Linked DNA regions of Mus musculus: region 1 is linked to region 2. Evidence: chromatin contacts called from public Hi-C data. All regions are on one chromosome and are shown on one strand. Each heading gives the region's core, a stretch centred on a gene start, on an enhancer-like site or on the middle of the called end of the contact. The rest is flanking DNA. Distances are from core to core; before and after follow the strand shown. Region 1 overlaps Wt1os (Wilms tumor 1 homolog, opposite strand). Region 2 holds the start of Prrg4 (proline rich Gla (G-carboxyglutamic acid) 4 (transmembrane)).

Region 1 (4,460 bases), core at 77-2,576, 250 kb before region 2:
TCAGGAATTGGTTTTTCTTCCTGATTATTATGAAATATAAGCTTAATGAAATAAAATGTAAATAGTTCAGGGGAAATGTTTGACATAATTTAATCTCATAGATTACCACTGCTAATATTTTGGTTATTTGTTCATTTGCTCATTTACTGTTTTCTTCAGACAGAGTCTAACTCTGTAGCTCAGGCTGGCCTTAAGTTGTAGAAATCCTCCTGCCTCGGTCCCCTGAGTGCTGGGATTGCAGGTGTATGGCACCATATTCCTGTCCATTGATAATATTTAATGGTCCTGCCTTCTCAGTTAACCAATGCTCTCTTGACCAATATTTTGGTTGTGACTGTTCATTATATAATTAACTTTGTATCCAAATATGTATGGAACTTTTACTTGCCTGTCATCATCCAGGGGAATTGCTTGATATTTCAAAATCTAACATATAACAGTGTTTCTTACCCAGTACCTAAAAGTAAGATGTTCTTTGCAAACACATGGCCAAGAAATTTGAATGATGTTCCAAGGGGTATAAACATGAAATACAAACACAAAAATATAGAAGTGTTCCTTCACTTCATAAAAGAATTTCTGTCAAGTTTCACTTATTATCAACTATCTATCTGGAAGGCATAATGAGAGTTAAGGAGATATGTCTATGGATTCCTAATGCCCTATGATTGAGTGATTGATTGATTGATTTTAATTTTAGTTTGTTTCCCAGAGATGAGTCCCATGAACTTTTGCACACATGCTCTACTAGTGCGCCATGTTCCCAGACCCACTAACCTACTAACCAGGCATTCTTAGTGACCCATGTCTATGACTCTAGCACTCATTCAAGGCTAGACTGGGCTACATGTCAAGGTACCATCTTAAATAAAACAAGCAAACAAACAAAGAAGAAACCATCTTGTTCTGTTGTAAGTGTAGAGAGCTCCCATCCACGATGCCACCCTCGGGCCAAGAATGCAGACAGATCAAGGTATGGGGCCAAGGCAGAGTTCCGTACACCCAGAAGTCAGAAGTGAGTCGGATGGAAGGATGTTACCAGTAGGAAGGCCAGGGCTAGGGAAAGGAACCCTCGATAGGTTGTTCTGCAATTAAACAGAAAGGAGCCAAGGCCTGGCTGGGTTTGTGCTGGGTCAGCCTCTGTCTCCACGCCAGCGGCCCACACCAATCCATTCCGCCCTCAAACCTGACGTTCTCCTTGGTTACAAGCTGGTGATTTTCAAAAAGACTTTTCTGTTTCTTTTTCGGCCGTAGCAACCTGCTCTCTTAAATAGCTTCTTTATCTGGTGCGGTAATTACGGTCTGTGACTAACTGCCGCAGTTCATAAACACGGGGTTTACCGTTAGGGTCAGTAGTTCTCGGTCTTGTCTGAATGGCAACTCCCCCAGCTGAGCTCAGCACTGAGCAAGGTACCTCTCCTTCCGCACTGGGCTGGTTCTCCCTGGTGCGAATCACCGTGGGAGGGTTCCAGTCGTCTGTTATAAAAAGAGGTCACATTTTTATTAAAATTGAAGTCTAATACCAAAACACGCTTCAAGAGGTTGTTGCCTGGACATTTTAATTTCCCCTTAAACTTCTTTTCATGTTCCAAATGATCGGCAGTGTGCACACATCTCTTGTATATTCAGGAAGAGAGAGGGAAAAAAAATGCCTTTTCAAAAAGTAATTCATAGGGGCTGGTGAGATAGCTCAGATGGTAAAGGCATTTATAGCGCAAGCTGGACAACATGAGCGCCATCCCGGGAACCCACGCGGTGGGAGGAGAGAACTGCTTCCCCAAAGCTGCCCTCTGATTTCCATGCAGTTGGTATGGCATGTGTGCCCTCCTTCCATCCACACAATAAAGACTATAAAACCTTTTTTTTTTCAAGACAAGGTTTCCTTGTGTAGTCCTGGCTGTCCTAGAACTCTCTCTTTAGACCAGGATGGCCTCGAACTCCCAGAGATCTGCCTGCATCTGCCTCTCAAGTGCTGGGATTAAAGGCATGCGCCACCACTGCCTGGCCCAAGTATAAAACTTTTAAAAGAAAATGTCATAGAAAATCTACAGGATCTAAGTTTGGAGAAGAGGGTTCTTAGACAATGTCAAAAGCATAACCCACATGGAACAATTGGTAAAATTAACTTTACACAATTTTTTTTTTAATTCCCCAAGAAAGTCTTTGCTAAAAGGAGCAGTTGATGAGATGACCTGCTGTGGAAAATCTCTGCAAACCATACATTCTAAGACAAGAATCTATTTTGTGTTTATGTAATTCTCAAATTTTTATATATAAAGTTAGAAGGAGAGAAAATACAAAATTAAAAACTAAGCCAATGAAAAGCTTATTGGAACAGTGGAGGCAAAAACATAGGGGTGTCCAGTTGTAGGTAGGCTGAGACAGGAGGATTGAGGTCCCCAAGCCAGCCTAGGTTACCCAGCAAGATCAAGTCATTGTGACTCTTCCCCCCCACCCAAAAGATGCTGAGAATTCAAAGAGCTAGATCATAGCTGTGTTGCTAGTGAGAGCCTAAATCAGTGGTTCTCAACCCGTGGGTCAGGACCCCTCCTGAATGATCTGTTTACTGGGGTCACCTAAGACCCAGCAGAAGCCACAAATATTTACATTATGATTCATAACAGCAGCAAAATTACAGTTATGAAGTAGCAATAAAAATAACTATATGGTTGAAGGTCACCACAACATGAAGAACTGTATTAAAGGGTCACATTAGGAAGGTTGAGACCCACTGCCTTAAACGGTCCATCCTCTCTGAAGCTAGTTTGGTACTCTCTTAAAAACTAAGCATGTACCCTGTCCATGATACGACTGCAATCGTATTTCTTGCCTTTTATCTCAAGTAAAGAAAGTTCATAACCTACACAACCCTCCGCCCACCAGTGTTAATAGCCACAGGACATCCTGCTGGCTGGAAACAGAGGATCGCAAAGTCAAATACTGTATGACTCTACCTACCTAATTATAAACAGCCTACACATGGCAACATGGCCGAGATGGAGAAATGGAGCGATTGCCATTGGTTAGGATCGGTAGGTAGAGGTGTGAATTAAAGACTGGCAGGAAAGCGAGCATCTTGGGGAAGAAATGGCTGTGACTCTTTGTTTCAGTTCTAACAAGTCTCTCGGGGTTAGAAGAGCAAACGTTGATTGTATCAATGTCAACTTCCTGGATTCCATTTGGACACAGTAATGTAAGATTATAACCACTGAGGGGAAACCCAGTACTAGGACCTGGCCTACTATCTTTGCAACTTCCTGTGAGTGGCTCATGCTTTTCAAACAAAAAGCCTTTTGAACGAGTAATTTATGCTGTGTAGAAAACTATAGAAGATGGAGAGAAATATAAAATTGTTATTTTTAAAATTTAGAACCTTTGGGTATTTGTTTTAAGATATTGGAAGTTATTGTTTAATTTCTGGTTTCGATCCTCACCCCCAAAGACATGATTGACATAACATAAACCACTGCTTTAAGTTTTTTTCTATTATGATTATGTGCATGCTTTTGCAGAGGTCAGAAAACTTACAGGAATGGACTCTGTTCTTTCATGTAAATGACTGGGATTGAACTCAGATCCTCAGCCTTGGTAGCAAAGACCCTTTACCCATATTTGCATCTTCACTATTGTATTATTTCAGAACATTTTCACCGTACTCAAGCAAACCCTAAACCCATTTCCAAGCTCTGTTCATTTTCCTTTGTGTCTAACCTGTGGGCTGTGACCTCTTTTGGGGTCACCCATCAGACCATCAGAAAACACAGATATTTACATTATGATTCATAATGGTAGCAAAATTACAGTTATGAAGTAGCAACAAAAATAATTTTATGGTTGAGGGGGGGTCACTACAACATGAGGAACTGTATTAAAGGGTTGCAGCATTAGGAAGATTGAGAGCCACTGCCCTAGTCCCTGCGGATCACAGATCTGCATACTGCCTCTCCATTTGTGTCTGCTTTTTTTTTTCACTGAGTATGTTGTTTTTAAGGTTTCTTAGTTCTGTAGCTCACAACAGTAGACCATTCCTTTTTTATGAATAAATGTTATTCCACACATAAATATGTATAATTTTGTATTGTGTAACATTTTTACTTCTCTTCTCTTCCTTTACAGTCTCTTTTATAAGTAATTAGTTTAATTAACTCTCTTCAGCCCAACCTTGTAATCCGTAGCCTCTTCACCATTCCGAACCCCAAGGCTGGCATATATGTTCATTTGAACCTCTTATGTCTAGGTCTCTCAGTACCCTACAGCAGCTGAAGTAAAGCTGCTTCATTGGATGGGTCCTGATATGGGATGCACAGGATCTGTATCCACACATCTCATCAAGAACTCAGAAGCCAGGCAGAGAGAATGGTTTGGGGAGACTATCTCCATGTCTACCAGGATCAGAGCTAAGTCAGTGACTTCTGACACAGAGGCTTGACCCATCCCTGGAAAATACTAAATATCATTCC
Region 2 (4,357 bases), core at 1,149-3,648:
TGTTGTGATTATAAAAAATAATAATAAAATAAGAAATCAAATGCAGAAGAAAATAAGTAAATAACAGAACAAATCAAGAGTCTGCTACTAACTCTCTCCTTCTCTCTTCCCCTCCCTGCCCCCCCCCCCAACCCCAGAACATCTTTCAGTTCCATAGTGGTCATGTATGTGTCCTGCCAAGTGCTATACCATTTTAGGGCCCATATCAAAAGGGAATGTGTAGCTTGTAAGCCACCGCTGAGAAACAATCTTGTCTTTTCTGACTCCCCTCACCTCACCGCCAGTCTATAAATGCTCATATTTGATGTGAACACAAAGCCTCCTTTGTTTCCGCCCAAATTTCCAGCGATGTGAGTAGGCTCATTCTACCAAGGAATGCTATCAGATTCCCATCTGCTGACTTCACTGCAGGGAGCTTCTCTCACTATGTGCCTCTCCCTAAAACAGTGTGAAGCTGACAGCAAGCACAAGACTTTCTTTCCACAGCTCAAGCCAGACAGAAGCCCAGCACTATGGAAGAAGCAATTAGCGTTTGTCAGCTTCCTTTAAAGACTCCTGTGACTCCTCATAGGGCAGGAAAAAGCCCGACTCTCAGGTGTTGGACAATGAAAACTGGATTAGATTGGGGAGAGGGGCTCAAAGTTAGGTAGGGAGGGAGGTGAGGATAGGTATGGGAGGAATTGGGAAGGAGAGGTGAATATGATCAAAATACATAGTATGAAATTCTCAAAGAATTAATAAAATGCTATTTTTAAAAATAGTGTGGCTGGGTGGTATTGGTGCATGTCTTTAACCCCAGCACTTTGGAGGCAGAGGCAGGCAGATCTCTGAGTTAGAGGCCAGCCTGGTCTGCATAATGAACAGCCAGGGCTAACAGAGAAACCCTATCTTGAACACACACACACACACACACACACACACACACACACACACACTAAATAAAAGTGAGAAGCATTTCTACTTAACAATAAATAGCTGCCACCTAACAAAATGTACTGAATATAATAACCAGGAGAGGCTTTTTCTGCGTACTGGAAAGGAAGTAACGAAATCTGCCCTTGCCCTAGTAGAACTTGACAGTCTACATTGTTAGATACAGATCTCAGAAAGACTCAGTTCTCCCAAAAGCAAAATGGTGTTTATCCCTCTCTTCCCAGGGCTTCCAGCCACAGGTTGTCTAAATGAGGGAGCAGGAGAATGGGTCTCCTGAGAGATACTTCCGATTCCTGTGCTCAACCATAAGGTATTTCTAGCTTCTCCACAGTCTGATCTCCACTGCTTAAGTAAGGTGAAAGAGCAGACTCCATTTTCCAGACCGCTTAAGCCTCTAGGGCGTGGGGCATGGATAGTGTTTGGAAGGAAACAAAAACAACGTCTGCAAAACATATGGAAATTCTTACTTGAATCCATTAATCAGAATAAAATAGATAATAGCCTTTCAGGGAAGAAAACAAATTTGGTGAAAAGTGAATTAACTGGAGACTAGAAAGGAGTGGGAATGCCATTTCACTGTGCTCTGTTTCAACTGTATGAAGTTCCAGGCTACTCTGGCCAAAGAGCAAAATTTAAATAGCGTTCCCAAGAGTAACAGCGCATGCTGTTTGGACATGAAGAGTGTGGTGAGACACTGTTCTCCTATCTTCTCACACCTCGAGCTCTGGGCCTCTTGAATTATTTTTAATTATATCTCTCACACAACATTTTTAAATAGAGAAATTTTCAAAATTTAACTTCATCTCATGACAATTAAGGGTGCTTATGCTCTTGCTGTTTCAAAAAAAAAAAAAGAAAAAAGAAAAAAACTCAACGAAAAGTTCAAGATCTAAGATTATTTGTTCAAGAAGGATGAACTTTTTAGCTGTCTGGGTATATGGGTAGCTACGGCCAAAGATATCTAATAAAAGCAGAAATATTCTGAGAACAAACACAATTTGTCACATTTTGTTTAAATTTACATACCGACACTAACCTAGTAGTATGGAAGATATTAAGCATCACAAGTATTCATCCACTGGAGGCTTATTAGTTAGCAGAGTGATGATATCATCACATGTCAAACAGCTTCTGGAAATTTCCACTGTAAACCCAAGGAGGGAAAGAATGAAAGTAAAAGAGGTGAAACCTTGCATTGTTGTCGTGGAAACAATTTTGACTCGGGGACATATTTGAAAGTATTTTTGTAGACAACCCAGACCTGGTGAAATACATCTGAGAACTTTGTAATTGCTATTAATTGATTTTTGGTCATGTGACAATGCAAATCACTAACAAAGTATATTTTCTCGGATGAATGCTATGTTCTCATCCCTGGACCACCCTGCGAGAACAGCTGACCGAAGGTAACCTCGGGAGGGCGCTCTGATAGGCCGCCAAAGTGTGAGCGTCCGGGTCTCAGTCGAGAAGGGCTGGGGACCGAGAGCGGGAGGTGGAGCGCTGCCAGGTGACCTCCTCGTCCGGTAGCGGTGGGAGTGGCTCCAGCACACAAGCTGGGCCCCGTGCGGCGCACGTTCCCCGAGCGCCCCTGCGCGGATCCTGGGCGCCTCTTTTGCGTCCTGGTGTCGCCTTGGAGCCGCGAAGAGCTAGGCTCCGACTGTCGCCGAGATCCAGAGGCGTCCGCGACTCAGGGCCAGGCCACCTCTCGGGCCAAGCGGATAACTCGGTTCCCGCCCAGGGGCTGCTGGAACATGCGCCCGGGGACACAGGTGCGGCGACCAGCGGCGAGGCGGGGCGGGGAGGAGTGGGAGAGTCATCCAGAGACGATGTCTCGACAGTGGCATTCCAGCACCTAGCTGCCTGTCAGCGTGGGCGAGAGTCGCGTCTGCCTGGGCCAGTGTCCGAACTCTCCTCCGCAGCTTCCCGGGAGTACCTTTTGTTCCCAGGCGCTCCGGAGGTGCCACCTGCCCGGAGCGCCTTGGGTCCCATAGATTAAGAGCGACCCGTGGGGTGCAACAGGTCGTTGTTGACTCAGTTCCGACTAAAACCCAACAGGCTGAGACTTGGCCTGCTTCTTTTCTTTTCTTTTAATGTCGTTGTCACTTTTGTTTTAGTTTGTTTGACAGTTGCTAGACTATGTTTCCACTTCTGATCGTACTCAGCCAGCTGCCCAGACTTACCCTCGCAGTTCCTCATTGTATCAGAAGCCTAAAGGATTCCGAACATGCCCCAGAAGAAGGTAAGCAAGCATGGCTGCCGATTGGGGGAAAACACTTCTGAAACCAGTTGCGGTCTACTGTGTAGATCTCAAGCCAAAGTGTGGTAGGGGGAATTACACGCCCCCGTGAACCACAGTGCAACAGCATATCCTATGTTTTAATTTGTGGCTTTCTTGTTTAGAGTTGTGGGTTTTTAACTATAATATGTACAAACGTATCTCCCTTAGTAAACAGATGTTTAACACCTGGTTTGTGGTTGACTAAATTGAAAGCCTTTTTCGAAGTCCGAAAGTCAGTGAGTTGTCGTTTCCTAGATGAAGCTGTGTGTTAGTTATAAAGAGGAAGGCTGCTTCTTGGAAGACTGACAGGGAGGCCAGACTCTTGTCAGGACTTGTTTGTGCACCGCTGGGAGTCCCCATATAGACAAGTGCTCTACCGCTGAGCCACATCCTGTCCCCTAGTCTGGATTTGTGAGATCCAGAGCAAGGGCTGGAAGGTAGGATGACCCTTCTGGTCATTGTTCCAAACGTTGTGTAGATAAAGGCAGATGCTTGAGAGATTAAGTGTAGTTTGCTGGCCCAGGATTTTCGGTTACAGGTCACAAATTGGTTCCTGCTTCCATTTAAAAAGCCTAACCTGGCAAAATCTGAAGTGAGAAGGAAAAAAAGAAAAAGAAAAAAAAAAGCCCTAGCTCTCCGCTTCCTTCCCCCTACTTAGTCACTGGCTTTTGCCACAAGCACCAGCACCTTGGGGTTACTCAACTCACACATTCCTGTCCTTTATTATCCCTTATCCCCTTTATCAGATCCAGTTCTCAGTAGGATCTGCCATTAATACTCCTGACAGACATTTTAATGATTGATGAAGTGTGCTCCCTCACTCCGTGTGTGTGTGTGTGTGTGTGTGTGTGTGTGTGTGTGTGTGTGTGTGTGTCTGTTAGGAAAGGGCAATACTTCGGCCTAAAGGAATCACATTCTAACGGTAAAGTTCTAGGCAATTTGAAGAGGCAAATTTGAAACATGAGAGAGGTTGTTAGAATAAAAGGGGTCCTTGTGTTTCCCCGAGCCCCCCATTATCCCTAAGTCTACCTGTAGTAATGGTCCATGCTCAGGTAAGACACAGAGACTGTTCTCTGGGATGGTTGTGAGTGCATTCATTTATACACATGTCAGGCACTGGAGTTACTGTCACAAACATAAAATAAT

Evidence for each region. A called contact is a pair of places that touch in the nucleus more often than the background predicts.
Region 1: a Hi-C map of uterus shows a contact between it and region 2, with 2.7 times the contacts expected there. The contact joins the enhancer-like site here to the promoter of Prrg4 in region 2. A contact is called at or near these places in 1 of 39 promoter capture datasets (the 3T3-L1 cell line), 2 of 484 Hi-C or Micro-C datasets (pancreatic cancer cells and uterus) and 1 of 115 datasets of contacts at active chromatin or transcription factors (embryonic stem cells).

The regions. Positions count from the first base shown.
Region 1 is chr2:105,094,412-105,098,871 of GRCm38.p6, reverse strand. All of the region lies in intron 3 of Wt1os (Wilms tumor 1 homolog, opposite strand), which reads left to right. Among named protein-coding and RNA genes, the nearest start is that of Wt1os, 30 kb to the left of the region's middle. Within about 2 kb of position 1,326, at least 15 of the 459 cell types and tissues checked have an H3K27ac peak or open chromatin away from gene starts, as enhancers often do. A contact at or near this core is called in uterus, where this site is marked.
Region 2 is chr2:104,847,891-104,852,247 of GRCm38.p6, reverse strand. It overlaps Prrg4 (proline rich Gla (G-carboxyglutamic acid) 4 (transmembrane)), which reads left to right and starts at 2,398. Exons shown (of 6, transcript NM_178695.5): 1 at 2,398-2,702; 2 at 3,048-3,172. The coding sequence starts at 3,070.